Regions from separate parts of the Mus musculus genome. Here region 2 is linked to region 1. Evidence: chromatin contacts called from public HiChIP or PLAC-seq data. All regions are on one chromosome and are shown on one strand. Each heading gives the region's core, a stretch centred on a gene start, on an enhancer-like site or on the middle of the called end of the contact. The rest is flanking DNA. Distances are from core to core; before and after follow the strand shown. Region 1 overlaps Sumf1 (sulfatase modifying factor 1). Region 2 overlaps Gm35359 (a long non-coding RNA gene).

Region 1 (5,235 bases), core at 1,624-4,123:
AGAGAGCAAATGGTACCTTTCACACACACACACACACACAAGCTCATGCTACAGTGTGTGTGGAAACAAGGAGACAACTTACGAGATTCTGCTCTCTCCTCCCACTACAAGGATTCTAGGTGATAACATGGGTCAGCATACTTGCTTACAATTACCTCTCCCCACTGATGAATTTCTCTGGCCCTGGTTTTGTGTTCTTCAGATGGGGCTTCCTGTAAGTCAAGCTTGCCTAGAACTCACTACGTAGCCAAGCTGAAGTTCTGATTCTCCTGCCTCAACCTCCAGATGCTGGTGTCAGACCCGGGTCTTCCAACCCAGGCCCAGTGCCTTGGCTCCCAGGCACACAGCCCTTCTCAAGAAGCCTGCTTACTCACGGGGGCAGTTCCTTGGAAGCCATCCTCGCCAGTGTTGCTCACAGGAAACTTGCCCTGCCAGATGTTGGCATAATGCTGTCCTTTGGGCTGCAGTTTGTTGCCCCAGGGGAAAAGCCTGTGAGGAGAGACACAGGCATCAGCATGGTGCACGGGCTTCTGGACCACAGTCAAAAGGAAGGATGCAGTGGGAGAGAACAAACAATGCACGTCTGTCCTGGGTGAACTGTTTCTTTAAAAGATACCCTTGTAAATATAACTTTTAATTGGAACTTTTAGAAATTTTCTTAAAACAACTCATGTCAAGTGTGTAAAACGTCAGTCTCTCCTCAGCACTGAGAAGGCCTGAGATAAATGATATGACTGAAAGAGGCCTTCTAGAGATCGGAGACACAAGGCATCACTCTGGACTTATATGGTAACATGAGCAGGCACTGCGTACCACACTTTGTTTTAAGCCCTGTCTATTTTAAGGAGCTTTTCCTAGAAGATGTGACCCAAACATGAGTTTTCTGTCTCATGGCTGCAGAAGCAGAGAATACCGTGGTTTCAGAAGACAGCCAAAATAAGAAAATGCTAAAAGCAGGGCAGCCTGCCAAGCAGCTCTGAGGAGGGATACATAGGAGCGGGTGTGTGGCCAGCGCTCACTCTGCCACTACAGAGTCCATTTGGTCCCATACCTGGCTTTAGGAACTGTAAAAAGTTTGTGACTCACCCACTAGTGTCACCAAAGCACCTCACAAGGAAGAAGAAAAGCCAGCTGTTATTAATCAACTTCCTGACCACAGCAAGTTCCAGGGAGCCAGGGAGAAGGGAGGAGCAGAGGAAGAAGGTGTAGAAGAGAATGTCAACACACTGCAGGGCAAGGCAAGGCCTTGTGTTTGAGTACCTGTTCTGCAGGCCTCCTCTACAGCTGTATTCCCACTCTGCCTCAGTAGGCAACCTCTTGCCCGCCCATGTGCAGTAGGCAACAGCATCGTTCCAGGAAACATGGAGAACCGGATGATTTGACCTAGAGAGGAACACGCGCAGTTAAAAGAGACAACGGCCTGAACAGAAAGCAGGAGGTAGATTCAGAAAGTGACCACAGTCATGATTTCAAAGCCTAGCTGCGACACACCTGTCCTCTGCAGTGGGGACTTCTGAAGTTTTAGATGCCCAAATGGGTCACAGCCTCTCTGCACTCAAGCATCTCTTCACTTTGTAGCCTTGGAGGCCCACAGATTCCATGGGGATGGCAGGCACAGTGAAGCTCTGCCCCTATTGGCTCAGCTGCGTAGAGTCATCAGCAGAGGCTTCTGGCTCCTTCCGCATTTTGCAAAATGGTTAGGGGCACCTTAGAGCCTCCAGTGACTATCACAGCAGACATGTAAGGCCCACAGAGGCTCAGCTTATAATCTGTACATTCCACAGAGCTCCATGCAAAGTAAACCAGAACTTTGTTGGGCTTACACAGTAGTTTTGGCATCTACTCCCTTACACATCTGTGAGTCCCTAAAAGACATGCCAAACCCTTAGCCTGTTTCCAGACACCTAGCTTTTAACTTTGCATGTTTCTGCTATCCTACTAAGGGTCAGCTAGCACCATCTGCCTCACACTAGCAGCCTTTCCTGAGAGGATGGAGGAAGTCACTGGAGCTGAAATCACCACTCACTTTTAGGTGACCTAGACTGGCCCACCTAACTCCTCATGCAGCTCTGAATTCCTATAGGACATTCATTAATTTACTCCACAAAGGTTCCTGAGTAGCTCTGAGTCTAGGGCATAAATTTAAAAGTATATTCCAGTTTGGGAGTGCAGCTCGGTCATAAAACAGATGGCTATGTGTTCAAGTCTTAGCACCACCAATGAAAATGCAGTCTCCTTTGGGTTTTCCTAACCAACTTTGCACCTGGAAAAGAAGGTAAAATTGAGATCTAGAGAACAAGTCCACCCCAGGTCCTCAAGGATCCTGCAACGTTCTACCTCACCGTCCATTTCTACACAGAGGAAGCCAGTTCAGACCTTAAAAAGTTTTGTATCTATCAAGGGGGTTGTGTCTCTAGAGCTGAAGTTCATATATATATTCCCTGTTCCCTGATTTTAAGGGGAATAACCTTGAATGTAGTTAGAAACAAAGGCCAAAAGCCCTGTCTGAAGAATGGGGTTAGACGAACAGCTTCCTGGCTGTTGGAAGCCAAGTCATAACTGAAACCCCCCTTCGTCCCCAGGGTATAATGTGCATCTCTATTTTTGCTTAAGATAATTACCTCCTTGCCACCCCGGAGACGTACTGCCACTCTGGGTTTTGTTTTGTTTTGTTTTTTGTTTTAGTCAGATTTTGGCTTCTAAGTGTATCAGTCCAGGACTAAAAAGCACATGGCCACCTGATAGGACACAACTAGTATCCATAAGAGTGACAGTCTTCTTTCACATAAAGACACATTCGTGGCTAGACTGTTCTGAGTAAATGTGTCATGACATTTGTGAGAGCCTGTCCAAAGCAAGGCAATCTGTGAGGAGGAACTCTGAAGCCAAATGAAGCAGGAAAGAGTCCGTTTAGTCAAGGCCTTCCGTGAGCAGACCCTGTGACTAGGACTTCATATACATTATTTCCCATCATCTCCTTGCCCTCCCAAGAGTGGCTGATTATACCTGCCATTCATTTTACATATGAAGAGAGCTGCTGAGTTCTGCAAGAGCACAGAAATTTTCATTGGAACAAACCATATCAACAGGGCATGACCAGACTCACCTGTGCAGAATACTGGAGTCCGGACCCTCTGGGTGTCTCCAATTAGCTCCCTTGACAGGCAACCACCATGGAGCAGCTGCAACCTCAAAGCAACCGAAAATAGGCTTCCATCAGCTACTATGACTCCAGAAATACACCGTACTCATACACACAGACAAATAATAAAAATCTCACATAGGGTCATGAGGCCTTTTTGGGTTCTAAAATATGTAACTTTACAGAGTATCAGTGCCATAGACTTACATGTGACCACATAGTCAAACAAGAAACTATTAGTTCATACAAGTCTATTTAAGTGCCACATAGCTACAGGGATTTTCTAAGGCTGTCCTGCCCATTTATCCTCTATAAGCTGTGACAAGTGGTAGATAGGAAGTGAGGTATGTCTCCAACTTAAAAGATGAGGAAACAGTTCATCTTCACGTTAAACATGAGGTTAAAGGTTATCCAAAGTGGCCAGGGATCAAGTGGAACTCAGAAGAAAAACAAGAAACTATGTTTAAAAGATCATGGTTCAATCTGCAGCTCAACAAAATGTCTGACAGACTTTCTGTGAAATAGGATCTCAATCCAGCCTCAACTAACACAGAAACTAGGGGGCCAAATCAGGCAAGACTGTGAAATACTCAGGAAACTGTTACTAGAACCTTAGCCACTTTTGAGGGGCTCTGCTAATCGTGCTCACCAGAGTAATGAGGGTGAGGAGGGAACAGTGACTGGTTAGCACCTAAGGCTTTGATGCCAGTCAAAAGGAGTTTTGAACTATTGCTCTGCTGTTCACAGTATAACCTTCTCCAGGGCTGCTTGTTCATTTGCAGACAGTCACCAACATCCATTACGGTGAAGTCTAACATAAAGGACTTAAGGCTCTGCCCTTAGCAACTTAGGGTAATGACTGATCAAGCAGTAGGGACAAGGAACCAGTCTCACTGAGCATGGCCCTATGACAAGCAGTCACAAGGAGAGCCACAAAAAAATCAATCATTGCTGCTAATACTAAAGAACAGAAACTTGGGAAAGATTCTTCTAACATAGACTGGAGTGGACTCGAGTTTGGCCCGAGGCCAACTGTATTCTCAACACATTGCATCCTTATAAGCTGGTGAGGTGGAGTTGACAGGGACTGTGTCCCTCCTGACAATGACAGCTGTCACTGTGAGCGCCAAGATTACCCTCATCCATTTTTTTCTACATTAACACAATCAAAACATTTAAGATATCTCCACAACAACCTGATGGAAAAAGACTTTTGGTTTAAACACTTCAATAGAAAAGGCATTTTGTCCTTCACCATGACCGACTGCAAGGCATTAGATTTCACAGCACGCAGGAACTGTGAGCATACCCTTCATCTACGGCTAATCTGGTTTGTTCTGTTTGGTGCCAATGACAGGTAATTTGCCCGGTGTCAAGGGAAGATGACTTGAGAAAGCTCAAGTCATCCCACTTCTGGATTGCAGCAAAATAACCATGACTCCACCTGCCCACTCCACTCCACTCCCAGCACAAAGCGCTATCGATGGAAGATTCTAGCTCTTAAATTAAAAAAGAAAAAAACAAAATACATTAAATCTGGATGGTAGATACTGGACCGCCTTCGTTCTTTTTTGTTCTCTCATGATATTTTGTATTTTGAAATATTTCTTCCACGTTTAGCAATGAAAACAAATAGACAATCTGTTTGTATCCATTCTGCCCACTAATGCGCATTTAGACATTTCTAGTTTGGAACCGTAATAAACAGCAGGCTGAATCTTCTTCAAAGAGCTTGTAGCTTTGGGTGATGTCCATGCCTACTCACTCTACATTGTGAAAGACTTCAGTTATCCATATGCCAGTCTTTAGAGGAGACAACAAATGCCAGACGCGAGGCCTTTGGTCCTGTGAAGGCTCTATGCCCCAGTATAGGGGAATGCCAGGGCCAGGAAGTGCAAATGGGTGGGTTCGTGAGCAGCGGGATGGGGAAGGGATAGGGGGAGGAGGTTTTCAGAAGGGAAACCAGGAAAGTAGATAACATTTGAAATGTAAATAAAGAAAATATCTAAAGAAAAAAAAAGGAGGAAGCTCCTCCAGCTCCGCAAGCCTTCAGAGGAGAACACCCACAAAGCTGAGCTCTGCAGAGGAGACCC
Region 2 (5,235 bases), core at 1,265-3,764, 560 kb after region 1:
CAACCCTAGGTATACAACATGATATTATCTCAAACATTAAAAGATATGCATTGCATCTGCCAGTATAGTTTAAATAGTTGGCTTTTTTTAAAAGGTTGAGATGGGATCATGAATTCAAGGTTCTCCTTGTATGTTGCTTAGTGGTAGACCACTCACTCAGCATATGTGAGGTCTGAGTCCCACGTCTATACTAGAGGAGGAAAAGAATGTTATTGCTACTTACATCTGAGGCATTTTATAAGAACATCAGACATGTGCTTCTGAAAGTACAAGGCAGAGGCCAAGGCCAAGTTCCCTTCTGGTGGCATCTTTGGCTCCAAAGCAGCCAAGACTGGTCTCTTTAGTTCATTGCTTCCCAGATTCTCCTTTTTCAGTACAAGGGCACCCAACAGCAGTGCCTGGGTTGAGAAAAAGGTGTGAGAGTATCTCTGGGCAAGAGAAATGGGAAGCAGATAACTACAGTTTGTTCGGCCACTGGTAGCCATACCTCATTGCTCCAGCTCCAGAGACCTGGGTCTTCCTTCATTGCTCACTCAGATAGCAAATGATGTCATCTCTAATCTGTGACAGCTGGGCTGTTTTTAAACCAGGTCCTCTCTGAGGCTTCCATACAAAGGAGGAGGTGGCCCTGTGTCTTGAGTGCAATGCTAAGAGTCTATAAAAGTTATCTGCACTAATGCTGTCCTTCCAGGGCTCAGAAGGCCAGTAGCAAAGATAGCTGTATTTTCTTTCAGAAACTCATAGAAACTGTGCTCAACCTTGGTGTTGTAAGCCTTGGATACAGATCCAAGCCCTGGCGCAGATCAACTCTAATAACATCTCTATGTATGTATGAATGTATGTATGTACGTATGTATGTATATATTTAATGTATATGAGTACACTGTAGCTGTCTTCAGATACACCAGAAGAGGGCATCCACTCTTATTACAGATGGTTGTGAACCACCATATGGTTGCTGGGAATTGAACTCAGGACCTCTGGAAAAGCAGTCAGTGCTCTTAACCACTGAGCTATCTCTCCATCTCATAACACCTCTTTATATTTGTCCTTTTAGTATGTTGCTATGGCTTTGAGACAAGGCCTTGCTGTAGTAGCCCAGGCTGATCTGGAGCGTCTGTCCTCCAGCCTTAGCCTCCCAAGCAAGTAGTAGAATTCCATACCTGCTAAATGGTGTGTGTGTTTTTTTGTATGTGTGTGTGTGTAGGTTTGTTTGTTTGTTTTTTTTTTTTTGAAACAGGATCTTACTACATAGAAGAGGCTGACCTGGAACTATGTGGCATATATATAGTGAATGAGTGTTTTACCTGCATTTATGCATATGTACCATGTACATACCTTGTGCCCATGAAGGTTAGAAGGCATCAGATTCCCTGGAACTGAATTTATTGATAATTGAGCTGCCATGTGGGTGCTAGGAACCAAACCTGGGTCCCTTTCAAGAGCAACTGGTAGTCTTAACTACTGAGCCGTCTCTCCAGCCCCTTAACTCACTGTTTTGAAGATAGGATCTCATCATGTAGTCCAGGCAGTCTTTGAACTCCATATATAGCTGAGGATAACCTTAAACTGTTGATCCTCCTGGCTTCCTGTCCGGAGTATTGGAATTATAAGCATACACCTGCACTGTCAGTTTATGAAAGGATGGGAAGGAAGCCCAGAGTGTGCATGCTGGGTACTCTGTCAACTGAGCTACATCACCAGGATTATATGGCTCTGTTGTTGTTGATTGCTTCCTTCTTCCTTCCCTTCCCTTCCCTTCCCTTCCCTTCCCTTCCCTTCCCTTCCCTTCCCTTCCCTTCCCTTCCCTTCCCTTCCCTTCCCTTCCCTTCCCTTCCCTTCCCTTCCCTTCCCTTCCCTTCCCTCCTTCCTTCCTTCCTTCCTTCCCTCCTTCCTTTCTTCCTTTCTTTCTTTTTCCTTCTTCCTTTCTTTCCCTCCCTCCCTTCCTTCCTTTTCCTCCTCCTCCTCCTCTTCCTCCTCCTTCTCCATCTTCTTTGAGACAAGGTTTCTCTGTGTATCCCTGACAGTCCTGGAACTCATTCTGTACATCAAACTGGCCTTGAACTCAGAGATCCACCGGCCTCCGTCTCCTGAGTTCTGGGATTAAAGAAGAAGTGCACTGCCACTGCCTAGCTCCTGTATGTTTTTAAAAACATGCTAAAACAGACTTTTTTTTCCCCATGGGAATTGGCATTGCAATATTAGGGGCCGATACTCTGGCGAGGAAGTGAGGAGGATCAATAGTTTAAGGTTATCCTCAAGAATGGGTTCGTCCTTTTGGCTTTTGTGATTGGTTTTCACTCTGTAGCCCAGGCTTGCTTTGAACTCTTGGCAATCCCCAGGTTCATTCTCTCAGGTACAACGATTTGAAGTGCAAGGCACCCGTCTTGCTCCTTGTTACCCTTCAGCTGACAATCAACACCTTCTCAGACTCCAACGCTGTGTAGGAGTCTACAGGGGAAAACGTAAGAACAGTGCCTTTGGCAGAGGAAATGCTACCTTGGAGGGAAAGAGGTTGTCATGAGCCCCTGCTGTGTGTTTTAAGAAACGCTCTTTAACTTGAGACTTCCTGTCTCTCCTGAAATTGCACCAGCAGGCTAACTATTCTAGGCATACCACCAGCTGGACATGAGGTCCCATGAGAAACAGTCAGAAGGGATTGAGGAGGTTTACTTGATAGCTGAGCAGCACTTGAAAACCATTTTCAGTATGCAGGCCCGACAGAGGAAAGAGCCCCCAGGGGTCAGGGCCTCCCGGGGGAGCGTCACCAGAGCACCTAAGGAAGTGTCTTCAGAGCAAGGGGAAGTGAACTGGCCTCTGGGCTCTGTCAGGTGGCTGTGGTTCAAGCTAAGGAGAGAAGATCAGGTGTCAAAGGTGTGGTTAAGGTGACTTCTGATGTAGAAAGTAAACTTCAGGGTTTCAGATGGAGGCTGGGGGGGGAGGCGGGGCTCAGGGTCTGTGCAGTGACCCTACAGATTCAAAGACCTTTTCTTCTCTTCCCTTCCCTCCCCCTCCCCTCCTCTTCCCTCCTTCCCTCCCTCCCTCCCTCCCTGCACCCTCCCTCCCTCCCTGCCCCCCCTCCCTCCTTCCCTCCCTCCCTCCCTGCCCCCTCCCTCCCTGCCCCCTCCCTCCCTCCCTCCCTGCCCCCTCCCTCCTTCCTTCCTGGGTTCCTGGAGATCCATAGTCTACTTTTTAAGTGTGTGTGTTGGGGGAGGTTTATTAGGCTCCGGGATTACATGACCTCTTCTGCACTACTGGAGATGGAAGCCAACCTAGCTTCTGTGCACCCTGAGTAGAGCTCTATCTTTGAGTGACACTCCTAGATTCTAGATCATCTTTGGAGATCTTTTTGGACGTCTGGCCTCTAAGCAGGTGACTCAGAATTATCTCTGAGACCTTGCTCAGTTCTCAGAACTCTTCGTTTGGTTAGAAGTGTCAACCTACCTCTAAGCAAGCCAGGACTCAGTTCCTCTGCAGTCCAGCCTCTCTGGACTTCTGACTCTCAGCTTTGGCTTTGCCATGAGTTTCTGTACGTTGCCTTCTGGAACTTGGCAACCAGCATCCCCAGCCACTGGAAAGAGAGTGTATGGCTCTCAGCATCTGTCTATCCATCCCAGGTGAGGATGCAGCCCAGCTGGCTGGCTGGCCACTTATGCTGGATGGGGGCTAGAATTCAGTGATTGGCTCAGAAGAAGGGGTCCCAATGAAGAATCCCTGTTTCTGAATGTTGGTTTTAGTTCAAACATACTGCATGTATTATCTTTGCAAACTGTGGCAAGAATGATGAGAAGAAGGTTTGTATTACCGCTGGACAAATGAGCAATGGAAGCCCAGAGATGCTAATTCACTTTCCCACAGCGGTACAGTCAGACATAAAATCTGGGGCAGGCTGTCTATCTGGACATACCCTTTGAGTTCCTTCCCATCTCTGACAATTAACCTAAAAATGGAGAAGTTGGTGTAGGGTTTAGACAGAATGAAACTAGGCTCTTTACACACCAAGGGTGAGACCAAGGCACAAGTTCTGAGGCTGGTGACAAAGCATGCTGGTTAGGAAGATAAGGAGCCTGAAGCTGAGCCTCACCTTACCTTTGCCACCTGCCAGCCTCCCACCAGGAGGCTCCCAAAGATATCGATACAACTTGGGGATGTTCTGAATTCTCAGAAGATACATCCAACCAACTGTGGCAATCCCAACAGGCTCTCTGGCTACAAATCCCTCCCCTTTGGATATGAACTAGACTCCAAGCCCTGACAACCTCCTCCTTCTGAAGGCGCAGGGAACATTCCAGAAGAGGGAACAGAAACAATGTAAGATCTGGAGCAAGGGGGGAGTTCTGTGAAAGGCTATCTTCCGGCAACCAGACAAGGCTGTTGCACTTATAAACTCTGCAGCTGTACACAAGACCTGTACAAAGGCAGACCAATAACTCACTCAAAACCCCCGCAGGCAGCACTCATTTGGCTAAACAAACAAAGGAAAACACAGAAAGAACATGAAGGTGGGAAGGGGGGATGTTGGGAGAGTAGTGGGGCGGTGGGGAGCTGGGAGTTGATAAGGTCAATATACATTACTTATATGTATGACATTGTCAAAGAAAACATAAAAGATATCCTAATAAAAAGAAAAAGCAGTCTGGCATTGGTAGCCCATGCCTTTAATTCCAGCACTCAGGAGGCAGAGGGAAATGGAACTCTGTGAATTTCACGCCAATCTAGTCTGCAGAGTGAGTTCCAGGACAGCTAGGGCTATACAGAGAAACCTTGTCTTGAAAAATCAAAACAGCAACCAAAAGCAGAAAGAAAAAAAAAAAGAAAGAGACAAGAAACTCATCTGATCAAATTGAGAGAGCTTTAAACCCCAGTAGGCAGTGCATGTGTCAGCTCTTGTGCTCTGCTCTTCACTATGGACGTGCTATGACTAACTGCTTCAAATTCCTGGGGCCTGGACTTTCCTGCAGTGATGGGTACAACCTGGAATAATGAGCGAAATAAATCCCCTTCCTCTTAAAGAGAAACAACCCAAAAGACAAGGCTTCAGAGGCTCATGTGTCGAAGGCCTTGTCAGACCTCAGAAGGGGTCACGATTGAGGGAAGTTAAAAACCACAAAAGCACTAACTGAAGCAGTGAACATAAGGTGTAGAGTTAGAAATGGGTGTCTGGGCACACTCTTTGAGCTACTTTTTTTGTTTTTCTTTTTGTTTTTGTTTTTTTTTTTTTTTTTTTTTTTTTGA

Evidence for each region. HiChIP or PLAC-seq counts read pairs in DNA pulled down with a chosen protein or histone mark.
Region 2: an H3K27ac HiChIP or PLAC-seq map of large pre-B cells shows a contact between it and region 1, with 5 times the contacts expected there. The contact joins two enhancer-like sites. A contact is called at or near these places in 4 of 15 datasets of contacts at CTCF or cohesin (the NIH/3T3 cell line, large pre-B cells and pro-B cells), 2 of 484 Hi-C or Micro-C datasets (bone marrow-derived macrophages and nephron progenitors) and 2 of 115 datasets of contacts at active chromatin or transcription factors (T-cell acute lymphoblastic leukemia and large pre-B cells).

What each region holds. Positions count from the first base shown.
Region 1 is chr6:108,151,853-108,157,087 of GRCm38.p6, forward strand. Sumf1 (sulfatase modifying factor 1) reads right to left here. Exons shown (of 9, transcript NM_145937.3): 4 at 3,107-3,189; 5 at 1,261-1,383; 6 at 375-489. Among named protein-coding and RNA genes, the nearest start is that of Sumf1, 31 kb to the right of the region's middle. Within about 2 kb of position 2,874, at least 28 of the 459 cell types and tissues checked have an H3K27ac peak or open chromatin away from gene starts, as enhancers often do. A contact at or near this core is called in pro-B cells, where this site is marked.
Region 2 is chr6:108,715,082-108,720,316 of GRCm38.p6, forward strand. It overlaps Gm35359 (a long non-coding RNA gene), which reads right to left. Exons shown (of 3, transcript XR_377955.2): 2 at 3,445-3,571; 3 at 2,450-2,847. Among named protein-coding and RNA genes, the nearest start is that of Gm35359, 14 kb to the right of the region's middle. Within about 2 kb of position 2,515, at least 45 of the 459 cell types and tissues checked have an H3K27ac peak or open chromatin away from gene starts, as enhancers often do. A contact at or near this core is called in pro-B cells, where this site is marked.